Linked DNA regions of Bombyx mori: region 1 is linked to region 2. Evidence: chromatin contacts called from public Hi-C data. All regions are on one chromosome and are shown on one strand. The core of a region is the stretch at or near the end of the contact, and the rest is flanking DNA. Distances in the headings are between cores, read along the strand shown.

Region 1 (6,356 bases), core at 517-3,016, 39 kb after region 2:
GTCTTGTCAGATTCAGGAATACGTAGAATAGCGTTTATTCTTTTCCTTTTTGTAATCTGTTATTTACCGTACGATATTGTTACTGTTTATTATGAATCATGTTTAATTTATATTGGTTTACAATATTATTTTTGTTTCCATTGAAAATTGCCAACTTAAGACTTTAAAATTTTTGTTATTCTCAGTCGTAATATTTTTAATCGATTTTAATTGTTAGAAGAAAAAACATATAACCCGCAACTTATATGTTTCTTGCTTTAATGTTAGGGTATATTATTAATTTAATAATTAGAATAATTTAATAACAAGAATAGTTGATTATTAAGTATCAATTCATTCTCTATTCGCTTTATGCGGTCCGCGTTGATGTCTCTATCGGCGCCGATGCTCTGCGCGTGCGCAGCCCCTTGCTCGTCTTGTACCCGCTGCGCCTTAATTGCTTCATCTTGCATGCGACCGATCAAGTTCCTACATTTTAAGGTATCACTTATTCGTATGTTACACAGTGAAGCCATATTTAAAATATCAGCTGTCCGTTGAATAAATTGTTGTTTTTGACATCTGTTATTTTTTTTATTGTTGTAACACAGGTATTTTTGAAGTGATCTTAGAAAATACAGTGGTTTGCAAGCTTTTTCATTTAAAAACTAAGACCACCGTCGCGCAGGGACGACCTTATCCTTCTAGGAAAGCGGGCTACCTTCCCCGAACTCACTCGGTATTTTAAAACATTTTTTAGATTAACACGATCTTGCGCCTCGTGAGTGATATTAGTATGGGTTTTAAAAAATTACATTTTAATGAACAAAAATTAGAGCATAAACGGTCATGTTTAAGAAGTTATAATTTAATAAGTCCGCATCATATAATTATGTAGTATATGGCTGTGGTATCACTAATTATGTATAAGAAATGTATATTTATATATTAGATATATATTTTTCAAAACAAATATTGGAATGAAAAATCTTATGGCTGTTTATAAGCCACAAAATCATAAAAACTCATAGATTCGTTCAATTTCAAATGTAATAGATAAATTAATAAGATATTTGGAACTCATTGATCAAAAACATCTTTGGTAATCTTAATTCTTTTGATTGTAGAAAACTATCATTAACTTGCAGTTTACTGCAAAATGCGCGCGTTTTAGGTTTTGTACCACTGACACTAGTTGGCGCTGTTTCTTTGCATAGTTCCTCAAACGCGATTGGTATTCGCAGAAAAACAATCACACGTGCAACATGACAAGTAAAATTCAGCACAAAATTTCAAAGTAATTCAGTTTTATTGACACAACACCTTTTCGAGTTCAGAAAGTGCTAGGGCAGCGTCTATCCAGCTGGTGCGTATGTAGAGATCGGCGCTGTGGCGCGCCTCAGCGGCAGAGGGACTCTCCTGTGTACTAGATACTATCCGAGGATTCGAAGGAGCCTCGGAATTGGGAGCCACCATGATCTCGGGGCCAAACTTGTCACCAGTATCCTCATGAAGACGGCCGGAGTCCGTCTGGCGGCGCACGCTGTCATATCACTTGCCGCCACATAACCACACACTGCACACTCGAATACGTCACTTTAAATCAAAACACTAATCATTCGAACACAAAACAACACAGAGTTTCATTACAAATAATACGGAGCGCGCTTGCGTGTTACCAGCTGCACGGCTCGAGCGACACTGAATCATGCCACTTCACTCTACGAACGAATGCGTAGACTGGACTGAATATTTGTCGAGCCGCCATTATTGTTGGTTGTTGGATTCGTAATGTTGCCGTCCTGCGACACGAAGGCAACCGAAAGCTGGCGAAACAGTCCGAAGCTCCCAAATCAAAGACCACACACGTGATATACCTCTCTCTCTCGTGTATATCAAGAGGGAGGAGGTCAGAAGTGGACTGTAGTGAGAGGTTAAAGCCGGCAAAATAAAAACATTGAATGAAGCCGTAGCTGACATGTCATCAAGTAATGATCTAAACATTAGAAACGATCTCAATGTTTAACTTTAAGTACTCACAGTTGAAATAGATATTGATCAACAAATTTTAGTTTTATCGACAACATAGTTAAAAAAAATGGAAACAATAAAGAACAATACCCTAATAAAATGTTATGATAGTGTAATTTTGCAGACTGCTTAAATGTCAATTTAAGTCGTCAATTCTTTGAAGCTCATGTTTACTTGGATTTTATATAACATTATGTTCCTACAATTATCACAAAGAGAACGTTTGTTAGTTAAATATACAGTCAATGGTATACAGATAATAAAGAGGATCAAACATTCAAAGGCACCATATTATTTTGTTTACAGAGTTTTCTGACTAAAAAGTTAGACGAGCGCGACCCTGACCGTACCACGGGCGGCCCTTTGATGTTACCGACATAAAACGCCGCCGACGGTGATTTAACTAATGAATTTATTTAGCGGCCGCATTGAACTGAGCGATCGCCACCCTGTCCTTTGGAACTCATCGTCCGTGAAACGTAATCAGATACAAAGTAGCTATTACTAATTCCAAAGATTCTAGTCCTAACCACAAACATTTCACATTGAATACTCTTCTCTTGTATTTACAGAATTCAGGCTGATTTATGGATACCTATAACTTTATACCTATGCCTATACCTTTCTACCCTCGATTTTTTTTATTGCTTAGATGATTGTACGAGCTCACAGCCCACCTGGTGTTAAGTGGTTACTGGAGCCCATAGACATCAACAACGTAAATGCACCACCCACCTTGAGATATAAATTCCTAAAGTCTCAAGTATAGTTTCACCGGCTGCCCCACCCTTCAAACCGAAACACATTACTGCTTCACGGCAGAAATAGGCAGGGTGGTGGTACCTACCCGCGCGGACTCACAAGAGGTCCTACCACCAGTAAATCATTCGATTTGTTTATTATAAGAAAAAAGTATAGCCGAGCCGATGGACTCACTTTGTCCCGTTTCAATTTGAATGTGCAGCATAAGTTAGTTGCATTTAAAACAATGCGTTCCTCAGTTTTGGGAGCACGCTGACTGAATTTAATTTGCTGAAATTCAAAGTTTCTTATTATTAGTATGCGACTACTCCTACCGTTTCTAGGTAGGCATCTAGCTCCTATGTGATCGCAATCTTTAAATAGACAAGTTAGTGATCGTTAATATGCACATGCATTTATAAGGCTATACGTATTCGAAGAATAATTAATTGTACATAGCTTATTTTTGGATTTATGTATGATTAAATTTTTACGGTTATGTATTCTGATTAGCTATTTACTAACTATTAATTAATTCTTATATTAGGTAAGTATTTCGTTTCTCCTCCCTCTTAATTTATTTTGGTATCTAACGACGCCTTATTTATAAAATCTATCAAGCCAAGGTTAAAAAAATGCCCAAGAAATATATATGGAAAGATAGCCATGTACATAGTACATACCTACCTGAACATATGAATGAATGAAAAATTTAAATACGAAGTTGTCGTGGCCTAAAGGATAAGACGTCCGGTGCATTCGTATATAGCGATGCAACGGTGTTCGAATCCCGCAGGCGGGTACCAATTTTTCTAATGAAATATGTACTTAACAATTGTTCACGATTGACTTCCACGGTGAAGGAATAGCATCGTGTAATAAAAATCAAACCCGCAAAATTATAATTTGCGTAATTACTGGTGGTAGGACCTCTTGTGAGTCCGCACGGGTAGGTACCACCGCCATGCCTATTCCTGCCGTGAAGCAGTAATGCGTTTCGGTTTGAAGGGTGGGGCAGCCGTTGTAACTATACTGAGACCTTAGAACTTATATCTCAAGGTGTGCGGCGTATTTACGTTGTAGATGTCTATGGGTTCCAGTAACAACTTAACACAAGGTGGGCTGTGAGCTCGTCCACACATCTAGACAATAAATAAAAACTTTATTGCACAAAAAATATTGTACAAAGGCGAACTCAACGCCATGCAGGCATTCTCTTCCAGTTAACCCTCGTTGATGAAGTGAAAGATTCAAGAAGAGCGTAGCTGTGATAAAGTTAATACATGGCGATAATTTAAAAAATTATAGTAGACATGAGGAAAATGAACACCAAGTTATAATTATATTGCCAAAATAAATAGATAGATTCATACATAAAAATACATACAAAATACATAGATAAGAAATACATATCACATAAAATTACAAGAATATACATGATTATACGAAAAAATGTTGCCATCTTTTTGAGGCCGCAGCCTAAGAAGAAGTCAGTACGTACTTACTATTAATTGGTACGTAACTCTTTAATAGTGTTGTGTAGTAACGAAATCAAATGGCTAAAATAGGCAGACACTATAATTATACTTCGAATGGTAATCTTCTACCATTTTTTCAGATATAAAACAATATAGGTAGTCTCTCCATACAGAAGTTTCATTGTAAGCTTTTTGCCGATTGTAATGGAACACGATACACACTTCAGTGGAACCAGGTATCGATTAACAGTCTGTATTGCCAAAATAAATACATAGATACATACATACAAAATACATAGATAAGAAATACATATCAAATAAAATTACAAGAACATACATGATTATACGAAAAAAATGTTGCCATCCTTTTGAGGCTATAGCCTAAGAAGTCGTCAGTACGTACTTACTATTAATTGATACGTAACTCTTTAATAGTGCTGTGCAGTAACGAAATCAAATGGATAAAATAGGCAGACACTATAATCATACTTCGAATTTTAATCTTCTACCAATTTTTTTTTCAGATATTAAACAATTTAAGTAGTCTCTCCATACAGGAATTTCATTGTAAGCTTTTTGCCGATTCTAATGAAACACGATACACACTTCAGTGGGACCAGGTATCAATTAACGGTCTGCGATAACAGTTGAAGTTGCAATAAAATAGTAGAAGCAATCGGATTAAGATCACAACAGCGCGCCACACCTGATGGCGTTCGGATTTCACGGACCATCTCCACAGCCTTCCGAGAAACGAGCTAGGTGTAAACGGGCCTATTCAATCAATTCCACTCTAAACGTGAATGCAACGTGGATCGATCTATAATACACCGCAAATATCTGAATTTAGATGACAACTTTTTCGATTTTACTACACTACCCATTTAAAATCACAGGATTAAAGTCGTATTTTGCGTGTTCGTTGAAAACATGACGATCTCAGAACGTGGTGTAACTTTAGACATTTTGACACTTTAAAATACACAGCGGGGCGTCTCGTTCTACTCGTATACATCTTCGTAGAATCATCCGAGACGTTCAGGATTGAGACCACAATGTAAAGCGTTTTAATTTTAAGAAACGAACGCAACGTTTTTCAATTGTTAAATATTAATAATAATGTTGTAGGAAATATCGCAGTTACAGGAAATACACGTATTGTTCGAGAGAAAAAAAACCAGTAAGTTAAACCATATTTTCCGGTTAATGTAAGAAATTTAAATATCAAAAATATCAAAGAATAACCTTCATAGTCTAAAACTCTTTAGTTTTCTAAAAAGGATTTTTCTTATATGTCACTCAGTGAAGTTTGACATTCAGTAAAGAGAAAGTTCAGGTTGTTTAAAAATATTAATTTTATTAGATTAAGGGCTTTAAATGTTGTTTCCTCATTATACAAAAAAGAGAAAACGCAATTAAGTATTTTATTGTTTATTTATTCTGGAGTACCTACCCAATATCATTATAAAACAACATTTAAAGCTCATAAATCTAATAAAATTTATATTTTTAAACAAACTGAACTTTCTTTTTACTGAATGTCAAACTTCACTGAATGACATATAAGAAAAATCATTTTTAGAAAACTAAAGAGTTTTAGACTATGAAGGTTTTTCTTTACATATATAGCTACTCGTAGCTACTATGTAAGAAAAACTAGCGTAAAATACCTTTACTTTTATTCTCCAATTGTAATTCACGATCATGGACACAGTTTTGCCTAAAGCTTACCACACCGCTGGCCGCAACCAGAGGATTCCTGCGACCTTCAAAAGTTTTTTGATCCACCTTGCATTGGTTGTTAATGTCTTGCACAAAACGAAACGCGAGAAAATTAAAAACAATAAAATGCATAATTCAACACGAGGATCGTCGAATACGAGTCACTAATAAAAAATAGCAACGGTCCGAATTTGCAAGAGCCGTGCGACATTGATGAATTTATTGCGTCGCGCTGCGTCTACCACGAAATCGGGCAACAGACACATCCTTGTGTAATCCCACCCAAAAATCACATTATAATTCACGAAACATAATTACAAGTCGAACGCGAAGACTCTAACCTAATTGTTGTTAGCATTCCGCTTTTGATGTTGAAGATTGTGTGGCAAGAAAACATAGACAACA
Region 2 (6,440 bases), core at 1,434-3,933:
AGTCCACCTGGTGTTAAGTGGTTACTGAAGCCCATAGAGATCTACGACGTAAATGCGTAATGACGTAAAACAAACAATATTATATGGTTTTACACTGACAAATATAAATATTTAGTAAACAAGGAAAAATATAACAAAGAAAAGGCTTAGCTGATACCGTCCAGTGTGTGGGCATCGCTGCAATTCAGTAATCCTCGTTACCCTTTGGTGTTGTGCGGAAACTACAGCTTCACAAAATATCCGTGGGATATATAGTTTAAGCACAACAATATATTACATTGTGACCAAAAATAACGAAAAAACGTGGTCATATGTGTATACCTACATAAAGCTTATATTAATGCTTTTTATATCTAAGGATTTTTTGTATTTGTGTATCTTTTTTCTCTATTTTTGGAACAAAGCTTCAAAATGTTTCGAGCTTCTTCGCTATATTCGTTTACTTTAGTGGATTGAAAAGAAATAAAAAAAAATGGCGGGAGACTTTTTTTTCATTTTTGTTTCTAAAACGTCTATAATACCGAGATCGTATTTTATTTTCGCTTCGTATAACGCCACAGGTACTGAATTCAATTCGGCCGTGTCTTGTAGTTTCCGAACTTTAAAAAATAAGAACCACCTGGATCCATTTGGTAATCATCTGATAATCGTCTGTTAATTAAATTACATATAGCTTGGCAAATTAAACTTAAATTATTCTTTTACAACAATAACAAATGCATGTCATAAAAATAATATGAAGGACTAGCCCGCTGAATTTATTTCACCAGTTCTCGGGAATATGAGTTTTCAGGACTTATAATTCAGGACTTAAGGATTCATTATGTATCTCGCCCCGGGATAATGTATTAGTAGATGTCGCCGAAATGACTGTCGAGTCGTGTATCCTTGGAATGATTTGGCATCACTGATGCAATAAGAATATAGTCAGCGCGACAACTCTATTTCTTCTTGGGTCTAGACTACTTTGGTTTTCAAAAAATGGAAAGCTCGAATATTTTACGACAGACGGTTATGATGATTCTGAAAATCAAATAAAATTCCAAAGTATAATTCGATGTTGATTATTTCTCCAATACAGACATTTTCGTTGCATAGGCATTAAGAATAAATTAGAATTTCGTTTGTATGTAAATATTACGATATGATAAAATGAATCGGTACAAACATCGATATTGAAAATGTGCTTTGATCTTCAACAATTTATATCGTCGTCAAATTAAACAAAAAAAAAAGAGCAAATTGGTTTTTTTTTTTAAATCATATGATACAATCATTTGTTAATTTGTAAACTTATATATTCTAATAAACGCGTCACATTCTAACATCTAGTTTTTCGACAAAATGTCAGTACAAAAAAAATGTATAAAAATTAATGATACATTCGTATCCAAACGTCACTGGTTCGGCACATCATACGACTAAATACAGCTATATGTACATATTTACGTATCTACGTATAAATAATATATATTTACTCTACTAAGTACTTTGCACATTTGATTTCTCATTTTGTAATTTCACATTCTGAGGTAAGCGAATGTATCGGTTGTGTGTTCAACATTCACTCGCTATCCAGCACACGAAAATACTGTATATTCGTATTAAAAATGCAGTCTTTAAAGTTACAATTTTTACCTAAAGATCACAACGATACATTATGGATATTTAAAAAAAAAAACACTAAGTAATCTCATAAATAGCGACCTAAAACTAGTTTAAAACTACGTAAATAATTTGTACAATTAATCTGAGGCACTCCACAGATTCAGGTGTCGAAAATTAAAAAAAAAAAAAAAAAAACGTAGACGTAAAATAAATAATTAGCATAAGTTAATAATAATCGACCACAGTCTTTAGATAAATAAACATAACAAGAGCAACGGATGACGAAACAGAAATGTCTTTACAATAGGAACACACAAACGTTTAGATCTTCTACATAGTGGATATTTGGTTTAACAAGAGTTCGCACCGTTCAAATATCGAATCACAATGCGGAAGCACCAGCGCCGCCCTCTGTGGAATGTTTGCGGTACCGACCCGTACTCGACGCGTGCTGGGCTCCCACTGCGCACCGAACTTCATAGCCTCCGCGTCATTCAGGTACCAAGACCCAGTAGTATCTCTCTCCCTCTTTCTCTCTGTGTCAGTGGCGAGAGGAGTCGCTCTCGTGTCCGGAGTCGCGGCCGTTCTCCCGCGGCGACGCGCGATGCTCCCTCTCGTCTCTGTGCCGGTCTCTGCGGTCTCTCTCTCTCGATCTCTCGCGGTCTCTGTCTCTATCTCGGTCTCGGTCGCGGTCTCTGTCCCGATCGTCGTCGCGGTCTCTACGGCGGTCGTAATAGTGATAGGAGCGTCGAGTTTTCCTGTCGCTCGGCGTGACCACCTCCACTTTGATGTTTGCAGTGGCCGTCACCTGGAGAATAAACCAGACCATAATTATTAGTAGAAAGTACATAGTCCCACAAGTAAAGTGAAATATTCCGTTTGATTGCCGGGATCTACCTAACTAGGGAAGAGAAAGTGATAAAACTAACCTTGGTAGTGATGGCGCCCGTGTGAGTAGTCTTGGAGGTGGGAGTAGAGCGTCCGGAAGTGGAGTCACTGCCATTGTAGGTGGTGGTCTCGACGACGAGCTCTGGCTGCACTAGGATGGACTGCATGGAAGACTGTACGGAGGGCGCCGAGCTGTGCCAGCTTGGGGGCTCCTCGGTGATGGTTGTGAGGGAGGGCGCGGCGCGCGGAGGGCCCTTGCAGCGCGTCCGCTCGGCGGCGCCCCCCGCGCCCGCCCCCCGCCGCGCCCACACCGGCGACCGCACCGGGGACGGGGTCGGCAGCCGCTCGCCGTGCTCCAGCGGCCTCACCTGCACACGACAACAAATACTCTCCTTATTACTTGAGATTTTTGAGATAGTTTCAAAGTTTTGTTTGCTGTATCATCAAGGTGGGTGGCGCATTTACATTGTAGATGTCTATGGATTTTAGTAACCACTTAACACTAGGTGGACTGTGAGCTCGTCCACCCATCTAAGCAATAAAAAAAAATCTACATTTTAATCGATTTTCTTTATCTAGTATTCTTGATTCTTTCTAAGGTTTTGTTCATTATTTACAGCAAAAGAAGTTGTATTCGCATTGTTAGTGTTTATTATTAAGGCTTACTCAACCTTAGAAAGAGGATCGATACAAATATATACTAATATATAAATCTACAGTGGTTTTTACGGATGTTCCGTTATAACTACTGAACCATGCATCCGATTGACTTGAAACTTGGTATCCATGTAGAAAATACATTTACGTAATGGATAGCCTAATATTTATATAAGTGTTGGACTCCCTACACCAGTTGCGGGGGCGTTAATTATGAGAATTTTGTGGGGGTGAGAAATAATAACGTTAATTTTAAATGCCCAGCGAAGCGGAAGGGTGCAGCTAGTTTTAAGTCTCATTTCTATAAAAAGTAAATGGGAAACTTATGGGAAAAATATCATATCCGTTACAATACTTGTCATTTTAAAGTAATAATTAAACGTCTTTCTCCTTCAAAATACTTATTATTTTTCCATATTTTATTGATTACTGATGATAGTCATATAGGTAAAGATGAACTTATTGAAATACAGATTTATGCATGTAAGCAGTAACGTATACGAATACCAAAATTAAGAATTCTGTATATTTAAAAAAAATATTGTTAACTTAGTAAAAAAAAAATCACACTCTGTATATGTTTTTCAAGTTACACACCTCCGCGGCCGGTCCGAGTATCGCCAGTACAACCGGGAAGAACAGTAGACCGTCGACGAATCCCAGAACGATGAGAGCCAGTAGTAATTTCAGGAACAGTCTGGCGACGAAACCGAACTCGCTGGTCGCCAGCATCGACGCGGCCAGCGCGGCCGCGACGGCGCCGTGCACCACCGGCGCCAGCACAGACTCCAGCGCGAGCGAGGCCCGACGCCGCTTGCAACCGATCGACGTTACGAAGCCCTGTCAAAGAACACGTTCAATTCATTTAACGTCGACAAAAATACAATATAATTATATTTTTTTGTAAATTTTAATAATAGCTTATTTATCATCGGTCAATTTTCTCGGAACTCTAATATTAATTACTAACTATCACTAAATAATAGTTTGAAAAAAACTAACAAAATACGCTTTTATAGAAAATTCAACTAAAAGATAGAAAATAAATTTTATTAAATTTAAATTAAAAATAGTGTATGAAAAAAAGATTTTATTGTAAAAAAGCGTGGGGTGCATTATACAAGTAGTTATAAATAATTTATGAACAAATATGAGTAGAAGGGTTATTTTGATAATATCCTGAAAAGTGGCCCACGCTTTTTTACAAACTTTTTACACGTTTTTTTAAACTATTATTTATTTTTCATTTTTTAAGTGAATATCAATTTTTCACTCTTTTTCAGTTTTTTTAAAATATGGAATTTAAGTATACCAAATTTCGAGTTAATCCGACGTTTTGAAGAGGGTCAAAATCATGTTCAAAGATTCCGTTACAAACATACATACATACGTCTGAAGCTAATAAAATTAAAAATAACATAAATGGTCATACGCAAATATAAAGGTCAATGAACTCACCAAGCACAAATGGACGGTGAAATGCACTCCTCGACCGATGGCCAGTACAAGTAGGACTGCCGGTATGGCGGACAGCTTAATGCCAAGTAGCGCCATCGTGCCGAGCAACTGGAGCACCAGCACAGCCAGCGCGAGCGTCACGAGCACCGCCGCCCACACGTTCAGCAGCAATACCATTACAGCCTGAAAATAATCGTAGGCTTTTAATTTAGATCATTATGATAATTTCGACAAAGTAATTATTTAAGCCCAAATGGGGTAAAATGAAATTTTGGGGGGTAAAAATAAAACTTTTGTGATTAAAAAGTATATATTGAAGTGAAACTTCTTTAGAATCTTTAAATTTTTAGTTATTGTTTTCTTTTCGAAATAAATATTTTGGGGTAATAATTTAAAAAGTTCCCGGACCGCTGATTTAACACATCACTAACTGACTCGGTGGTGCAGAAGTTTGCGGCTCTGACTATTTGCGCTGAGGGCCTTAGGTTCGATTCCCACATCGGGCAAACAGTTTTGTTTACCCATTGTTTGGGTGTGTATTATCTATATATGCATATATTTAAACAACACAGGGAATCCTAATTTGGGGCCGGATGACCGTGTGTGATTTGTTCCCAGTTATTTATTTGTTTATTATTATTAAAAATGAAATACTTATTTTTGTTAGCTAAGCATTTGTTGTATTAACAAGTTCGTACTTCCGCCGACTGACCGCTCTCGCGTCAAATCAGAGCATTGACCCAGCGCGTACTTCATTGCGGATATAAATCGCGAATCATTTGTTTAATAATGATTTTATCAGGAGCATACGTTTTAGATAATAGCATAAAATTTTCCTGAACTTACCACAAACACAGCAGACAGGGCGCAAGCGAGGGCCAGCGATAACGACGTTCTCAGATACAGATACTGCTCCCAAAACAGGAAAGGAATACCAGACGGGAAATTGGACAATCCCTTCGCTTCGAACTTCAAGCACAGCTCCCTGACGGACGTTATCAAAGCCTTTATACTCTCCGTGTCACTTAACCCTGCCAGGTAAAAGGGCAGCTGGGTATAAATCAAGGGAGACGACTTGGGTATTTCCAGGTCCATGTCGCTAGAAGAGTGCGTCCATTTTTTCGGTTGCGGTTTCAGATTGCCTTGTGACGCTCCGTAGGCCAACGCGTCGTTTGTGGCCCAAGCCGACAAGTAGTTGTAGAACGCGTCCGTGTTGATGATGCCGTCTTTGCCCACAAGTCTATGGCCGCTCGCTCTGTCCGCGGTGATCAGTGACTTGTCGATGGGAGTGTCCACGTGACCCGTCTGCACCATGAGTTTGTATGCTAAAATGGCCTCGTCGCTTGCGTTTTTGCACCAGTACTCCTGAGTGATGCAGCCGCTTTCCACTTCTTTATCGAACACCGCTTGCAGATCTAAGAGCCAGTCGCGGAACAGAGTCAACCAGAATTTCGTGAGGCCGCCGTTGTCGTTCTTTATGATGTTAGGTATCCTGACAAACTGGTCGTGGTATTCGTACAGCAGCCTCTGATTGGTCGGGTACTCGAAGTCGCCCTTTGTGACCGCGTACATGTTGTAGAAGCCAAAGTACTTCTCTTGTCGGTACAAGAATTGGTGTTCGTCAGTATTTTCTGGCACTATGTCGGTGAGGTCTAGGCCGTCCCTGACTTTTGTCGCGCCCCAGACACTGGCCAGTATCACGGCGATCAACGCTAGCATCGATGTTACCTGTAAACGAATACGAAATTTTTTGTAAATAAAAAAAAAGTTACTTTTAATTTATATAGTTAAAAGATAAGGAATGAGTATATCAGAGGAAGTGTGAAAGT

The links. Hi-C and Micro-C count contacts between places; a contact is called where the count stands out from the background.
Region 1: a contact with region 2 is called in a Hi-C map of whole pupa, with 2.2 times the contacts expected there. The contact joins the promoter of LOC101743039 here to the enhancer-like site in region 2. A contact is called at or near these places in 2 of 7 Hi-C or Micro-C datasets (both in whole pupa).

What each region holds. Positions count from the first base shown.
Region 1 is chr5:13,426,332-13,432,687 of ASM3026992v2, forward strand. It overlaps LOC101743039 (protein patched), which reads right to left and starts at 1,767. Exons shown (of 16, transcript XM_004930019.5): 1 at 1,303-1,767. The coding sequence starts at 1,455.
Region 2 is chr5:13,386,633-13,393,072 of ASM3026992v2, forward strand. It overlaps LOC101743039 (protein patched), which reads right to left. Exons shown (of 16, transcript XM_004930019.5): 12 at 5,458-6,339; 13 at 4,612-4,794; 14 at 3,751-3,993; 15 at 2,538-2,864; 16 at 1,049-2,416. The coding sequence ends at 2,150. Among protein-coding and RNA genes, the nearest start is that of LOC101735565, 6.3 kb to the left of the region's middle. Within about 2 kb of position 2,684, at least 5 of the 8 cell types and tissues checked have open chromatin away from gene starts, as enhancers often do.